Regions from separate parts of the Danio rerio genome. Here region 2 is linked to region 1. Evidence: chromatin contacts called from public Hi-C data. All regions are on one chromosome and are shown on one strand. Each heading gives the region's core, a stretch centred on a gene start, on an enhancer-like site or on the middle of the called end of the contact. The rest is flanking DNA. Distances are from core to core; before and after follow the strand shown. Region 1 holds the start of map3k8 (mitogen-activated protein kinase kinase kinase 8). Region 2 overlaps svila (supervillin a).

The links. Hi-C and Micro-C count contacts between places; a contact is called where the count stands out from the background.
Region 2: a Hi-C map of hematopoietic stem cells shows a contact between it and region 1, with 2.4 times the contacts expected there. The contact joins the enhancer-like site here to the promoter of map3k8 in region 1. A contact is called at or near these places in 2 of 18 Hi-C or Micro-C datasets (embryo and hematopoietic stem cells).

Annotation. Positions count from the first base shown.
Region 1 is chr12:25,361,122-25,369,054 of GRCz12tu, reverse strand. map3k8 (mitogen-activated protein kinase kinase kinase 8) reads left to right here and starts at 3,388. Exons shown (of 8, transcript XM_021480321.3): 1 at 3,388-3,446; 2 at 4,382-4,703; 3 at 5,219-5,389; 4 at 7,643-7,904. The coding sequence starts at 3,415.
Region 2 is chr12:25,597,015-25,604,947 of GRCz12tu, reverse strand. It overlaps svila (supervillin a), which reads right to left. Exons shown (of 38, transcript NM_001035261.2): 11 at 6,014-6,371; 12 at 2,680-2,839. Among named protein-coding and RNA genes, the nearest start is that of svila, 80 kb to the right of the region's middle. Within about 2 kb of position 3,182, at least 29 of the 62 cell types and tissues checked have an H3K27ac peak or open chromatin away from gene starts, as enhancers often do. A contact at or near this core is called in hematopoietic stem cells, where this site is marked.

The DNA.
Region 1 (7,933 bases), core at 2,139-4,638:
GCATCCAGTTAACACAAATTTAAAATGCTTGAACTTATTTTACACACAAGCACAACCAAGAGCAAAACAATGTCATTTTACAGTTAAATTTACAAATGCTTTAACACAGTATGTCAGAACAGATAACACCATGTTCTAAACAAAACTTATATAGGCTAAAGCCAAAGTAAACAGTATATCACATACATATCACAGCAGATTCCCATATAGGAAGCACACTCATATGTTGAGGTTTTTCAAATCACATGATCATACTGTATGTTCTAAAAGTGGACTCATGAGGTTTTTGAAAGAAACAGTAAGCACATTACAGAACTTCGTCACCAATACGTCGAGGTAAGGTTATGCAATACAGTGATTACTTTACTATACACAGTGTGTTTTGCAGTAAACTACTCAATAAACCTGGCGTTCAATACATAATTATACAGTACAGTAAAGCATTACACTGTGTCTAATTACTTCTAGAGAGTCATGGAGTTGGAGGTCAATCAAGTTCCACATGCAATTATCTATGTTGACGAGGCTGGCTTTAACTTGGCGAGAAGGCATCGCCATAGGAGAAACATAATAGGCCAAAGGGCCACCGTTACCATACCGGGCCAGAGAAGAAGTCGGGAAAATGCAGAAGACTAGTCAGAATAGAAAGTTACTTTACTTTTTTTATTATTATTGTGGTGTTTTTTTCTGTTTGTACATCTTGCAGTAATGTCCTTTTGCAAATAAAGTCTGTACTGCATCAATTCTGTGTCTGTATTATTTTTTTACATACAGTAAACTGTAAATTTTTTAAAGCTACTCTGGGATGGTCGTTCATTTTTAGTTATGATTTTCTGCAGTATAACAAAATGCATGCATTTACTGTACTAAACTCAACAACACAAAAATGTAGAGAGGCTTCAAGTAAAGGGCAGACCTGACACATCAAACATTGCAGTTTCTGTAATGTCAGCTGATGATAGTGTTTTTATTATCAATGTGTTATGAATGACTAAATGTTTCTATCGGAAGAGAACGTGTTAGTGTTTTGAATCATTATTTTATTTTGAAACATGTTTACAGTGTTTTGTTAGACATGGTGTGGTGTGTTAGTTTATTATTGTATTTTAAAAAGTAGTTTAGAGGTTTAGTTTACAATGTGTGATTTTGAGCATGAAATTTACTGTTTTGCCAATTGTGTGTTTTAGGTGTGTTGCTGTGTTAAGAGTTTAGCAAACTTATTAAATGTATTGAAAAAAACTGTCATAGCCATCGTAAAAAAAAAAAAAAAAAAAAAACTGTAAAGATGTTAAAGAATGGATGACAAACCATTTTCTTCTCTTAAACTCAGACAAAACAGAATTATTACTTACTGGGCCTAAATCCTGTACACAGCAGATCTCACAACTCGACGTACAATTGGAGGGATACAAAGTTAGCATTAGCTCTACTATAAAAGATCTGGGTGTCATATTAGACAGCAATTTAACTTTTGAAAATCATATATCCCATGTCACAAAAACTGCTTTCTTTCATCTAAGATATCTCGCTAAGTTATGAAGTATGCTATCCATCTCAGATGCAGAAAAGCTAGACAATGCTTTTTATGACTTTAAGGCTGGATTACTGTAATGCTTTGTTTGCTGGCTGCCCATCATCCTCTATTAATAAACTTCAGCTAGTACAAAATGCAGCTGCCAGAGTTCTTACCAGGTATAGAAAATATGATCATATCACCCCAACTGTATCCTCCTTACACTGGCTACCTGTTAAGTTTCGTATTGAATTTAAAATATTGCTTCTTACCTATAAAGCTTTAAATAATCTAGCTCCTGTCTATCTAATCAACCTTCTGTCTCGCTACAATCCAACCCACTCTTTAAGATCTTTAAACTCAGGGCTTCTGGTAATACCTAGAATAGCAAAGTCGAGTAAAGGGGGTCGAGCCTTCTCATTTATGGCTCCTAAACTCTGGAATATCCTTCCTGATAAGGTACGAGGCTCAGGCACACTCTCGCAGTTCAAAACTAGATTCAAGACCTATCTGTTTAGTAAAGCACACACAATGCATCACTTAGCGGTATGGTGAAGTTTTTTCCTCGCCTCTGTTGCCACTAGCTTGCATGGTTCGGGATATGTAGGGCTGCGCATCAATGGATTTACTCTTCATTGTTTGAACTCTCAATAGTGATTATTAAACCACACTGGACTTAGCTAAACTAAACTGAATTTAAACTTTAAAATCTGAACTACACTGTTTCAATCTACTATAATCTTCTATGTGAAGCTGCTTTGACAAAATCTATATTGTAAAAGCGCTATACAAATAAAAATGAATTGAAAATTGATTTGAACTTAACTAATATACTAGGTAAAGCAGCCGCTTATGGCCCCAGCGAATTAGGGGCCCCAACCTATGTCAGGATGCATATTAATCATATCTCTTTTAATAAATTCTCTTTTATATGCTGTAAAATCTGCTTATAACCTTTAAGATTTTAACATTATTACTTTTTTTCCAAACCAGGGGACCTCATGAACAATGGAATATTCCTTTCTTACTGCACATGCAAATTTTAAAAACACAAATATGGCTAATTAACTGTACATACTTTGTTCTAATAAATTACTTGTTATTTATTTGCAAATTTATTGTATTTCATTTAACATTAAGAAGATAAAGAATGCAGTGCAATATAAATATTTTTAACATGCAGATTTTATTTACAAAAAAATAAATAAATAAATAAAACAATATCTATAAAGAGAAAAAAAAGCTTAGAGCTTCATTACTAGGGCCCCCCAAATCACTAAAGCCAGCTACTGCTTATTAACCAAATGTATTATTATGGCAGCTTTGGCATTCCATAGCCTACTACACTAAGGCGCCGTTTACTTTCGGGGAAAAACTGAACTGTCAATCTGCAGCCTGGATATCCCCCAATTTGAAAACAGCGTTTAGATATTTTGATACACTTAAGACAATCTTGTCACTATTCGTTATCTGGATTCCCTGACACTTTCAACAAGTTTAGAAGTTTTGAAATCTCTTAATGAGCGAAAACAACAAAAGGACACATTTTTTGCTGGGTCAGCGGACTTCACTCATTTCGTATATAGACCAAAACTAGTTAGCTTCTGTTTACTACAAGATGGTTTCAACAAGGCAACTTTTCCTTTGGCGCAAATTAATCATAAAGATGAAAGCGAATGACATCCTCCTTCTACGGAACATTCTGATAGGGGACTGTGGCAAAATCCAAGCAGCAGATACGTGATCTCGATGAGAAGACGAGAAAACACCTCTCAGAGAAAAGAGAAAACGAAACCGCAGTGACGTAAGCGCACAGCGGAGGCGCGCAGCTCGCTGATTCCTCTTATCAGCGAGCACACGTCTGAAAAAGCTTCAGAGGGAACTATGGACAATCACTGAGTATGCGCCCTGCTGTGAACACACTGACTGAAAGGTAGGCAAACTGCTGGTGTTTTATAGATATCATTTATTTTGTTTAGTTATTTTTATGCTTCATTAGCCTATACTATTTCGAACAACGTTCAGAGTAGGCTAAATACTGTGGATTATTTAATAGGGCTTTTGGCATATGCTTGTCAGCACCCTTTCTAGTTACTCTTTTTGAGCACCGGTTCTTTTCATCAGTAATGAACAGCCTTTATTATTAAAAATTCATTATTTAACATAAACCAAAAATGGATATTCAGCGATGGTTGCCAAATCTGCATGTTAAAAACTCATCCAACTGCTATTCAAAACTATCCCCAAAGTGTCCGAGTCACACTCTTGGGTGTTAGGATGTTCTTCATTGTGTAAGATTCAAATGCACAGCAATAGGGTAAAAGTACCCCAGTTTCTAAAGGAAACAAGAAGTAAATTTGGCAGCAGTGTATAGGGTTGTATTTCTGCAATGCTTTGGAAAGTTCTGTTTTTTGTGTGTATATCAGTCACCCGATCACACCATATCAATTTAGAAACAGCACATGTAATAGGTCAAAAATGATAAAACATAAAAAAGTGATTGCATTTATTATGATTCAGCCATTCTGATAAATCATCTTGGGCTAGTCATTTTTACTGCTAGCATGTCCCTCATAATTGGTCATTTTTGACCTCAAAAATGCTGTTATATTTTGTTCTTGTTTGTTTGTTCTTGAGGAGAAAAAAGAGAGTTAATACAATGAAAAAGTTCCATTTGTCATTCATTTTAAAGATGTTTTAAGCCACCTCTCACTTGCATGCAAAATAGAGCAGGCAAGCTGTTCAGGAAACATACCTGACCACACAGCAAACATACATATGGGTGCAAAAACAACATGGATGAATGCATTCATTTCAATGTGTTGATGTTTCTAATGATCAAACATTTTGTTTTATTATTCAATCAAGGATGGAGTATGACAATGGAAATTCTTGTATAGAACTGCTTCTTGCACACATAAAAATTGAGGACTTCATTCAAGAGGCAGAACATTTCTACAGTGTTGGTGAGGTGGTGGAATCTGGTATTTCGTTTGAGGAAGGTTTCTCGCAAGAAGAGATGGACGAGAATGAGGAAACGGCACATGACCTAATTAAACATGTACAAAAGACTGGAAAGGTCCGTTATGGGACAACATCTGACCTCCTGGACTTTGTGAATATGGTCTCAAACACACCATCCTCCTCTCTTTTAGATGTTGGTAGAGAAATGGGTGTTCTGGTGAACAAGGTAAGCTTCATTGGTTCTAAAACTTACATCAATATTTGAAGGGTTTCTGAGGCCTTTCCACCAGCTTCTTAAATTAAAGCATAAAGACTTAAATTTGTATGATCATGAGAGTAAATATTGCATGCATTGAAAAACATCAAATATATAGTCAATCCTTCACAGTCTTTATTTTCAATACAAATATCTATACATCATACTGAATTATACTGAGAAAAAAATGAGCTTATTCTATAAACAAGATCCCATTTTTATCAAACTTACTTCTAATCACTGGCACTGAATAATATGTAATTTTGCATTTCAAGTAAATCTTTATTTGACATTTGTACAGGAAAACAAGACAAAGATAGGAAGAGCATTATTTTTTTGTAGTGCGATTTGAAGAGTAAAAGTTATTTACATATTCTAGTTTTGTGACCTGCTTTGGGAGTTACATAATCCCGTGTAAAGGAGTGTTTATACTTGTTTAGCAAGATAGCCTTTGGTGTCATAAACACCCTGCTTTGTCCCTACAGACAGACATGATCATTAAAGAGGGGCATTATCGCATCGACTTGGACGTCCTTCTCTTTCCGTGGAAACTGACCTACAAGCCTCAGGGCCCTGGACACGTTCCCAAAGGCTCATTTGGGAAGGTCCATCTGGCTCAGGACACCAAAACTCGGAAGCGAATGGCATGCAAATTAGTAAGTAAGGGAATGCAAAGTATGTTTGTTTCCGGAATCTTTACAGGGTTTTACTTTTTTTTTGCTTTGGCAAAGGTAGATGTTTTCACTCAACTAGGAGGTTTTTATGGACATAGCTTTCCTACTGGGAATCCGCATTCTATTATCAGTAAGGTTCAAAATATTTTTTTTAAATACTTTGAAAGTACTCTAATAAGAATTAAGCATAGAGTTCATTCATCATCATCAGCAGTTGTCACATGAAGATAAATCAAGGAAAAGACACATGATACTGAATGATGTTGTGATGAACTTATGATTCAGCATGTGATGACACATGGCTTTATTAACTACAGCCTAGTGAAAAATCGTTCTGAAAAGCGAAACAGGTTTTACAGAAACTGTAGCAGCAGTGAAAAAGTGTTTAAAAATGAGGAACAGCACTTTTGGGAAACAACACAATTTCCCTAAAATGTTCAAAGGGTCAGTATGCAGCACGCAGTGTTTTAACAGAAACTGAGAATGGCACTAACGCACACAGGAAGTGGACAGAAACGCCCCCTGTGGAAACATGCAGCCTACAAAGGCGTCTTAAATTAGTGGCAGAGTGCAGATGAAAATTTGATCTTGTGGTCAAGTTTAACAGTTGCAGTCCTCTTTTAGACGTGTGAATTAAACAGCTTGCCATGTAAGAACTGGATGGATAAACATTATTTAGTCTACAAGGAATTGTCTGCTTTGGTGGAACATGTGATTTGGTGGAACATATGACAGACAGGTTGTCCCTCTCTTGTGCCAAGAAGCATGTGATGAAAGGAAATATTTTATTGCAAAAAGGAAGTTGTTTTGATGAAATGATATGAGGGCACATACATTTAAACAAATAAATCCTTTATAATACCTGCAATCTTTCAGAATAGTCAAAATATGCAGAATAAGAATTTTACCTTTCAATATTTTAGGTGACTTTAGCAAAGTATTTTTCAAACTTTGAACATTAACCTTGTGTTAATGACAAAAATTGTGATTTTGTGAAATTGATGTCATCATGCACTGATGCATTATGTCAAGGGTGTCCAAACACGGTCCTGGAGAGCTGGTGTCCTGCAGATTTTAGCTCCAACTTGCCTCAACACACCTGCACGAATGTTTCTAGAAAGCCTAATAAGAGCTTGATTAGCTAGCCTAGGTGTGTCTGATTGGGGTTGGAAGTTAACTTTGCACAACACCAGCCCTTTAGGACCGAGTTTGGGCATCTCTGTTTTATGTGTTCAGTCCATAGGAATGCACAAGGACTTGATTGTCAAAGTAAAAAGGTGGGCAACGAGATTGTATTTGTCCATGCCTGCAGTATTTATAAAAACACTTTGACAACTAGTGGTCTGGCATGCATATTACATTATATTTATTCATTAGTAGGATTATTTTGTTTCTTGTGGAATTGTTATGGTTTGACACATTTTTTATGGCAAAGCAAAAACATTTTTTTATTACATCAATATCATGTAAATGTTCCCTTGATGTAACTTTAAAAGGGTTAAATAATTAGTTGTTGTAATAATTAGGAGTATAAATAAGAAATATCACGCAAGCAAAAATGCTGCTCAGATTCATTCAAAAGTATTGATTCATTCCGGAAAGCCACTATGAATCCGTTTCTCATAAATGCATAAATAATAAATTAACTTCAGGTCTATTTAGGACAAAAAAAAAGACATTCATTCAACAAATTCTTTACACATAATTTGAAATCACTTGGAAATTACAATTACAGAAAATGTGCACTATCCATTAACAGATGTTGGTAGGTTTTGGATCCACCAGTAATCATTTGGTCAAGCAGGCATGAGCACAGTAAAAAAACAGCCAAAACAGACATTTATATAATTATCCTGATGATATATCAGTTCTATTAATCTTTACATAGCGAGTCTGCAATTTGCAGTTTTATTATGTTTTGCTTGTATATTTGTTTTTGACTGCAAGACTATAGGGAAATGTGGCAAAACCTCACAATATGACAATAACTATATGCATTAACTATAATTAATTAAAGCTTGATTGGTGTGAAAGTGCAATCATTGTACTTGCTTAATTTTAGGAATTGTGTGAATCATACATAGGCTGGAAATATACAGCAGTTTTGGTTTACTTTCATATATGAATGCTTAAATAGCATGTATTTTTATGTAGAAAAAAATTATAAGCTTGCTCATTTTTTAGTGTACTTTCATAAAATATGAATCTTAGAAATTAAGTGTACTTTCTCTCCAGATTCCTGTGGAGCATTTCAAGCCTGCAGATGTTGAAATCCAAGCCCGGTTCCGGCACGAGAACATAGCAGAGCTATATGGGGCCTTGCTGTGGGAGCAGACGGTGCATTTGTTCATGGAAGCTGGCGAAGGAGGCTCGGTGTTAGAGAAGCTGGAGAGCTGTGGTCCAATGAGAGAGTTCGAGATCATTTGGGTCTCTCAGCAGGTTCTGCGAGGCTTGGAGTACTTGCACTCTCACAACATTATCCACCACGACATCAAACGTAAGAGCTCTGGCTTGCATCATTAAGGG
Region 2 (7,933 bases), core at 1,933-4,432, 240 kb before region 1:
GTAATTTAAAAAAAAAAGAAAAATTGTTGAATTTTTGGACAAGGAGGCTAAAGACCATAGCCTTTAGCGTCTGTTGCTAGAGCACCTTTAGAGGTCAGAGGAGTGAAGTTTATCTGCACAGCACCTACTAGCCGGCCTCCGTCACACTCACTCCCCTAAACCTCCCTCCCATCCGGGTCACGGCACCAATTTAAACCCCAACGGTCCTACGCCACCCAACCTGATCCAAGCTGGGATCAAACCGGTGACCTTCCGCATGGGAGTTGGTTGATCTACCAAAGAGGCTAAAGACCATGGCCTCTAGTGTCTGTCGCAAGAGCACCTTTAGAGGTCAGAGAAGTGGGGTTTACCTGCACAGCACCTACTAGCTGCCCTCAATTACATATACAGCTATAATTTGCTTGCTTTTACACATTAAAAATTTGTGGCTAAAAAATAAAAAAAATTTTGGTGTGGTCAGAGATAAATTTATTAATTCCTAAATTTTGTGCCCTGAAAATTCAAGTGAAATAAAAACTGATTGCAATGCGACAACCCATTCGCTCATGCACATTGAGCAAGCTAATACACAACACACACAAAAAGTGAAACAAACGAGGAGGCTTGTGGACATAACACAAAATCTAAATCAAGTAATTGTAGCGTGTCAAAGTCAAATTTATGCACATGAAATAGATTTTCCCAACAACAAAAGTGTGGCTAGTGAAAAAGGCGAGCGGCAAGTAATGTTGGGAATCTACTAGACACAGAAGTTGGTGATCAAAAGTAATTGTTAAGCCCTGATCGTGACTAATGAACAAAATATACATTTGTATTTGCATAAAATATGTGCGTGTACAGTACATATTTATTAAGTATATACTGTATAAATCCACATGAATACAACATACACTGATAATTTTAAATACATTTTTACATACAATTTATTATACATAAATATTTTATATATAAATAAACATTTAGTATACATGTACATATACAGTTGAAGTCAGAATTATTAGCCCCCCTGAATTATTAGCACCCCTGTTTAATCTTTTCCCCAATTTCTATTTAATGGAGGGAAGATTGTTTCAGCATATTTCTAAGTATAATATTTTTTAAAACCTATTTCTAATAACTGATTTATTTTATCTTTGCCATGATGACAGTAAAAAATATTTTACTAGATATTTTTCAAGACACTTCTATACAGCTTAAAGTAAGATTTAAAGGCTTAACTGGGTTAATAAGGTGAACTAGTCAGGTTAGGGTAATTAGGCAAGTTATTGTATAATGATGGTTTGTTCTATAGACTACCGAAAAAAAATTAGCTTAAAGGGGCTAATAATTTTGTCCCAAAAATGATTTAAAAAAAAACTGCTTTTATTCTAGCAGAAATAAAACAAATAAGACTTTTTCCAGAAGAAAAAATATTATCAGACATACTGTGAAAATGTCCTTGCTCTGTTAAACATCATTTGGGAAATATTTAAAAAAGAAAAAAAAATCAAAAGGGTGCAAATAATTCTGACTTCAACTGTACATGGATGTGTGTATTTATAGAAATATACACAGAACCCACACAAAATATTATGTAAACAATGTTTTTATTTTGCATTTGGTTAATCGTTTAACGTCATTATTGACTTGTGCTTTGAATAAGTTTAAAAATAAGCTACTAGTAAATCTTACACAAATGAAAAAAGTAATTAACTTTTGATTGGGACTGTACAACTTAACACAACAAAAATATGTGAACAATATGTGCACTGCACACACACACACACACACACGCACGCACACGCACACGCGCACACACACACACAAAATAATAAGCATTAACAGTTATGCATATATCATCCTAATTCTCACATATTTGCACACACATGCACAACTGTCATTACTAATCAATTTAATCAGCTTGCGTCAGCTTGCTTCCTATGGCAACAGGCAGCGGTCTATCAGTTACACAATACTTTGATCTCTAACCAGATACATCCATACAGCTCTGAAGAACCTACAATACAGAGTAACACTACACTAGAATTTGTGACATTTTCTAATATCCGTCCGTCATTATCTGCGTGTTTACTTTTAAACTACAACACAAGAATGCAGGATGAGGACGTAACAGCAACATCACTGACCTAGTTCAAAGTCAAACTCTTTAATAAAACAACTTTGTGAAATATTATGCTACTAAAAGGAGATGCTCAAAGCGTTTAACCTATGTGTAAAATTTAAGAACAATGCAATCGACACATTCAAAAAGACACAAACATACTTTCCCCAAATAGAGTCATAATTGAACATCCACAAATAAAAATATAAGCGAGCCTCTATTACGCATTTCAGGAACCTCAGCTTTCTTGTCCTTGTCAGACATACTTTAACAATTGCAAAACAACATGCAATAACTCTAAATCAAACTAATTGTTAAATCAAACTAATAATTGTTAGTCATACTATGAAAAAATGCTATATTTTTGAAAGCCACTGTCTGTAACATCCTTCTGAATATCTTTTGTGTTCAAAAGATGATGAAAAAAATTAAACCAGTTTAGAACAAGTGGATGGCGAGTAAATTATCACAATTTTACACAACGATAAGTTTCAATACACTGTAAACTACAGGACTTTTATCCATTGAAAACAAAACTACAACAACAACTTTCAGAGAAATGATATCAGCAACTTCACCTCTCTTTGATGGACATCTGTCTGGCAGACATGACGTCCGAGAGCTCGTCTCCGTCTTCTGTTTTGAAGTCGCTCTCCTGCTCTTCCTCTCTGGTGTGGTCCTCATGGAGAGAATGGCTCTGTAATGCAGATACAGCAGCGGCAGTGTGTACAGGAAGATCTGTTGAACACAGACACAGGAAAGGGTTTAGAGCAGCTTCAGTGATACAATCAATAACAGCTCAGCGTCAGGCGGAGTCACCGCAGACCAACACTCTGACACGCGTTTAGTTCTGTCAAAACTGTGATGAATGCATGCGAACTGCTGCACAGGAAATGAGTGTCAGTTTCTAAGCATAAAAGGAGGCTTTGTTGATCATCCTGTGACAGTGTGGCTTACACAGACATCTTTCTGTCTTTTCAGAGAGAGGAGAGTTTAAAAATCAGCAGCCTGCATGACAGACCCAAAACAGGAAGACGGAGTAGAAGTAACTCGCATCACATCCTATACACACCTCTCTTTTTGTAAAGTCACAGAGATATCAGTAGACGGCACATGTGCAGCAGACACTGCGGGAAGCCATCATAACACGCTCACTGACAAAACAAACAGCACATGATGGGGATGAATTGTAAATGAGAGAAGGAGCTTCAATGTGACAAAGTATATTTTGATGCCGTTATAAATTTGGACATTATTAGTGAGGATTTGTGAAAGTAAGTTAGTTTACAGCAAGTTATTTAGGTCAGAGACAAAAATAATCACTTTTTTCCTTTAAAGTAAAAAATTCCAAGGGTATAGTTATATTTGCACATATTTATTGATCATACTAAAACAATGTGTAATTCCACACAAGTCATCTCAACTTTTTTGTTTACATTGTGTTTTAAAGATAAAAAAAATGACAGTTTTAATTGTCTTTATTTATTTATTTATTTATTTATTTATTTATTTATTTATTGTTTTAAACTTATCATTAAACCGATAAACTTACATTATCATTAATTTATTAGCTAATATATCAAATTGTGTAATAAGTCTTATAATAATAATAATAATAATAATAACAATAATAATAATAATAATAATAATAACTGTTCTCTGGTAAATGTGATCTTTGTATTACAAGTATTCACATTTCTTTTTCGCTCTGTAGTATAAATCATTAACAATGATATCAGATACATTCAACACATTTAGCAAACATCCAGCAACAGCTGGGACCTGACCTCTATGCCAGGGGTCTTTCTGCCCTATTTAGGGGCTCATCTTACCAAAAGCGAGGCGAGACTAAATTAAAAACCAAAGTAAGTAGATGTTTTAATCTATATATACATCTTCCTGTACATAGTTTTTTTTTCATATGTATTCTAAAAGAGAGAATACATAATCTGTATATACATTTGCACAAAGTCCAGTCCAGTACATGTACAGGAATGATATTGTGCCTTACATTTATTACAGCACAATTGCACCATTGCAGTTTTAAATGCACAGTTATCAGCACAACAAACGAAACAAAACATTGTTTCGCAGCAAAAGCACATAAAGCCTGTTCTCAAGCTACAGCAATCGGGAACTATTGCTATTATTTACTGCTATTTGCATAATGCAGGACTTAAATTAAAAGATTTTATTGTGGCTGTATGCTTTTCATCCAAACAAGATGCGTAAAAGATATGCCTGATCTTATCCCACAGGCACATATAGGGAAATAGATGCTGAAGAATTAGGACAACTAATTTAGAAGCTCTTCTTACCAAAAGCTAGACAAGACTAACCTAAAAACAAAAATAAGTAGATGTTTTGATCTACTGTATGTATACACCTTCCTGTACATATATTTCTTTTGAAATGTGTTCTTACAGAGATAATATATGAAAGTGCTACTCGCAAATTAGTGGTTTAGATCAGAGATGCCTAAACTAGGTTGACCCATGGTAACCTTTGATTTATGAGATTGAAAAAGGGAGAATGATTGGTATGGTTTAGAGTAAACATGGACTTGTATAAGATTTCGACGGTATAAAAATACCACGGTTTTATGGTATTGTTCTTACCGCTCTAAAATATGTTTTTTTTTTTTTTAATGTTTGTGTAAAAAAAACAAAATTTTTCCTCCTTTGAACACAATATATTTTATTTTAAGAAACATTTAAAATATTTTGAAACAGTAACCATGTCAGGCTAAATAATTCAAATGAATCATTGACTTCAGTCTTCATTAGTTTAAAAAAAAAACAGATTTCATTTCAATTCAAAAAGGAAATCTTTAGATATCTTTTCTGTTGGAGATACTGTTACAACAAAACAAAACAAAAAAACATAAATAAAAATCTTACATATACCTTAGGAACGCTATAGCAGAAAATTTTGGTGATTTTAAAAACGTGACTTTTCCAAACCGCAGTATACCTTGAAAACGGTTATCCCATGCCTAGTTTAGAGAGTCAATTCAAATTTAATGTAACCATTTATTTTTGCATTTTATTGTTGAGCCAAAAAAAATTAATTAACTGAAATGAAATATTTAAATTTCAATGCTGTAGTTTAGTTTAAGTTTTTCTTACACTCACCTGTCTGATAAAGGACAATGCAAATTCTGCTTGACTAGTGTATTTTGCATTGAACTTCACTGTGTTATAAATGTGATTGTTTATGTTATATTATGTTATATTTTAAGTTATAATTTAAAAATTATACTGCACTAGTAGCTAACATAATTCAAAGCAATGTTTTCTACTTGTTTTTAAATCTTATGAAATAAATTAGGTAATGACCCATGGCAACTTTAATGTAAAATAGTTTGGTATACTTATCTTCGGCCCATGACTCTCAATGATATTTGGTTTTTGGCCCTTCATACAAAGTTTGGACACCCCTTTTTCAGACTAATTAAAAGATTAAATGTTTAAAAGCAAATTCTATAATTTACTCAAATTATAGTTTTTGTACTACTAATATCAATAATATTCCTTTTTCTTTTTCTCAAACACCACTATAATCATTATTTTTTATTAATAATACATATTTATTATTATTATTATTATTAGCATTATTATTATTATTATTATTGTGACCATTATTAAATAAGTTCAATAGTACAACACCTATATTTCTTTATTAATCTCTTTATTTTTTATCTGAATGGATAGACTAATTTAGCAATGTTGTGTTTACTGTACACTGTAAAGTGTCTTGAATTGGTTCTTCCTGTATTTTAAACAAAAATTATACGTTTTAATGACCGATCACATTTCTCAAGACCAGCAGGTATAGCATACTCCCCCCCCCCCCTTACTATGTTGTAAGGGGTTGTTTAAAATACAAACAAACACACTGATGTTCCTCTACCTGTTGTGTGCTCTCCATCTGTTTGTGAAAGGTCTTGAGAGGTCACCGCCACAGCCTTACTGTCCCAGTCTCTGGCCGGCTGAGCATGCGGTGTCCGTTTCACGCTGTCTGGGGAGGGAAGCTTCCTCTTCCCAGTGCTCAACAGCAGCCTTCCCCCTTCAGCCAGACTCTGATGTGTCTGGATGTCATGGGCAGGCTGAGGGTGATGCTGTGGAGAAACGGTCTGCTCATAATATGCAGGCCCAGATACATTTGGCATGGTCAGATGGATGTCGCCCGCATGTTCAGTGGAAACAGTGGAGGATCTCATGGCTGAGTTGGAGCTGGGTGCAAAACGAGCTCCACCTGCAGGCTGAAACTATGACAAAAGAGAAGGATGGAGAACAGGCGGAGATAGAAAGTGAAGAAGGAAAAGGTGTGAGAATGAGCATTTTGAGAAAGAGGAAGATCATGATGGGATAGGATGAGAAAAAAAAAAAAAAGAGTCAGCGTGGACAGAAGACTAAACATTCACCAAGATTTCATGAGCACAAACACACACATACACACACTTTGATCATGCTGAGTAATCAGTGTGTGACTTCCTGGGGCTCAAAGACAAGCGTCAGAATAACAAAATCATTCACAAAGCCATGCCCATTATACACTGAAGCGTTCCCAACATGACCTCAGAAACAGACACAGTGAATCACAGACACGGTCGATACAACTATACTGTGTCAGCAGGGCTTTGGGCAGAGCTCTGGGACACATTCAGAACAAGAGCATTGACTTCCAAATGAAGTCCATTCAGCAAAATGATGGTAATTGCAGTGACGCATTTCTGCTGTTGTCTCAAAACCACTTAAAAAAATAAACATCCCATTTATTCTTTAGGGAATTAACTAATCATGAACCACCTTCATTGACATTAGCAGAACCATAAGACTTTCCCTGGAGAAACTGCTTGGTCACATTATACATGCGATGTGGTTATTTTAAGAGTATATTATTATTTAAGAGAAAGGATACTAAGCAAAAGTAACGAATCAAACATTTCGTTTTACATAAGAAATAATAAACCAAAAGTGTATATGTACAGATAAAGTCAAAATTATTAGCCCCCGTTAGATTTTTTTTTCTTTTTTAAATATTTCCCAAATCATGTTTAACAGAGTAAGGAAATTATCACAGTATGTCTTATAATATTTTTTCTACATCTGAAAGTCCAATTTGCTTCATTTCGACTAGAATAAAATCAGTTTTTAATTTTTTTAAAAACATTTTAAGGTCAAAATATTAGCCCCTTTAAGCATTTTTTTTGATAGTTTACAGAAACACCCATCGTTATACAATGACTTGCCTAATTACCTTAACTTGCCTAATTAATCTAGTTAAGCCTTTAAAAGTCACTTAAAAGAAGATAAAATAAATCAGTTGTTAGAGATGAGTTAATAAAACTATTAACCCTGTTAAACAGAAATTGGGGGAAAAAATAAACAGTAGGGCTAATAATTCTGACTTCGACTGTATGTAAAAAATATTTAATGTTATATTAAAAATGTATTTAGTTAACTTATTCACTTACTAAAATAGATTATAATTTTCACTGAGTTTAAAACGAAAAGAAATAAACATTGAAAATCAACAAAATCTGCAAAAATTTACAAAACTGAACTTGAACAAAATTTAGGTGAAAACAGAACAAAGAAAAAACATTTTTACAACAAAAGATGTCTGATTATTCATAAGTGTGCACACAATAAAAAGCGCAATCAGTGACAAGTTGCTTTTACTTAATAGTTTCAAGTTATGCATTTTTTTTTAAAGTTGATGTAACTTAATTTTTAGAGCTATGCACAGTTCATTTACTCAATTTTAAGGCAATGAATTTACTCACCTTTTTAAAAAGTCAACTAATTGCTTTAAGTGAGTTAGCCG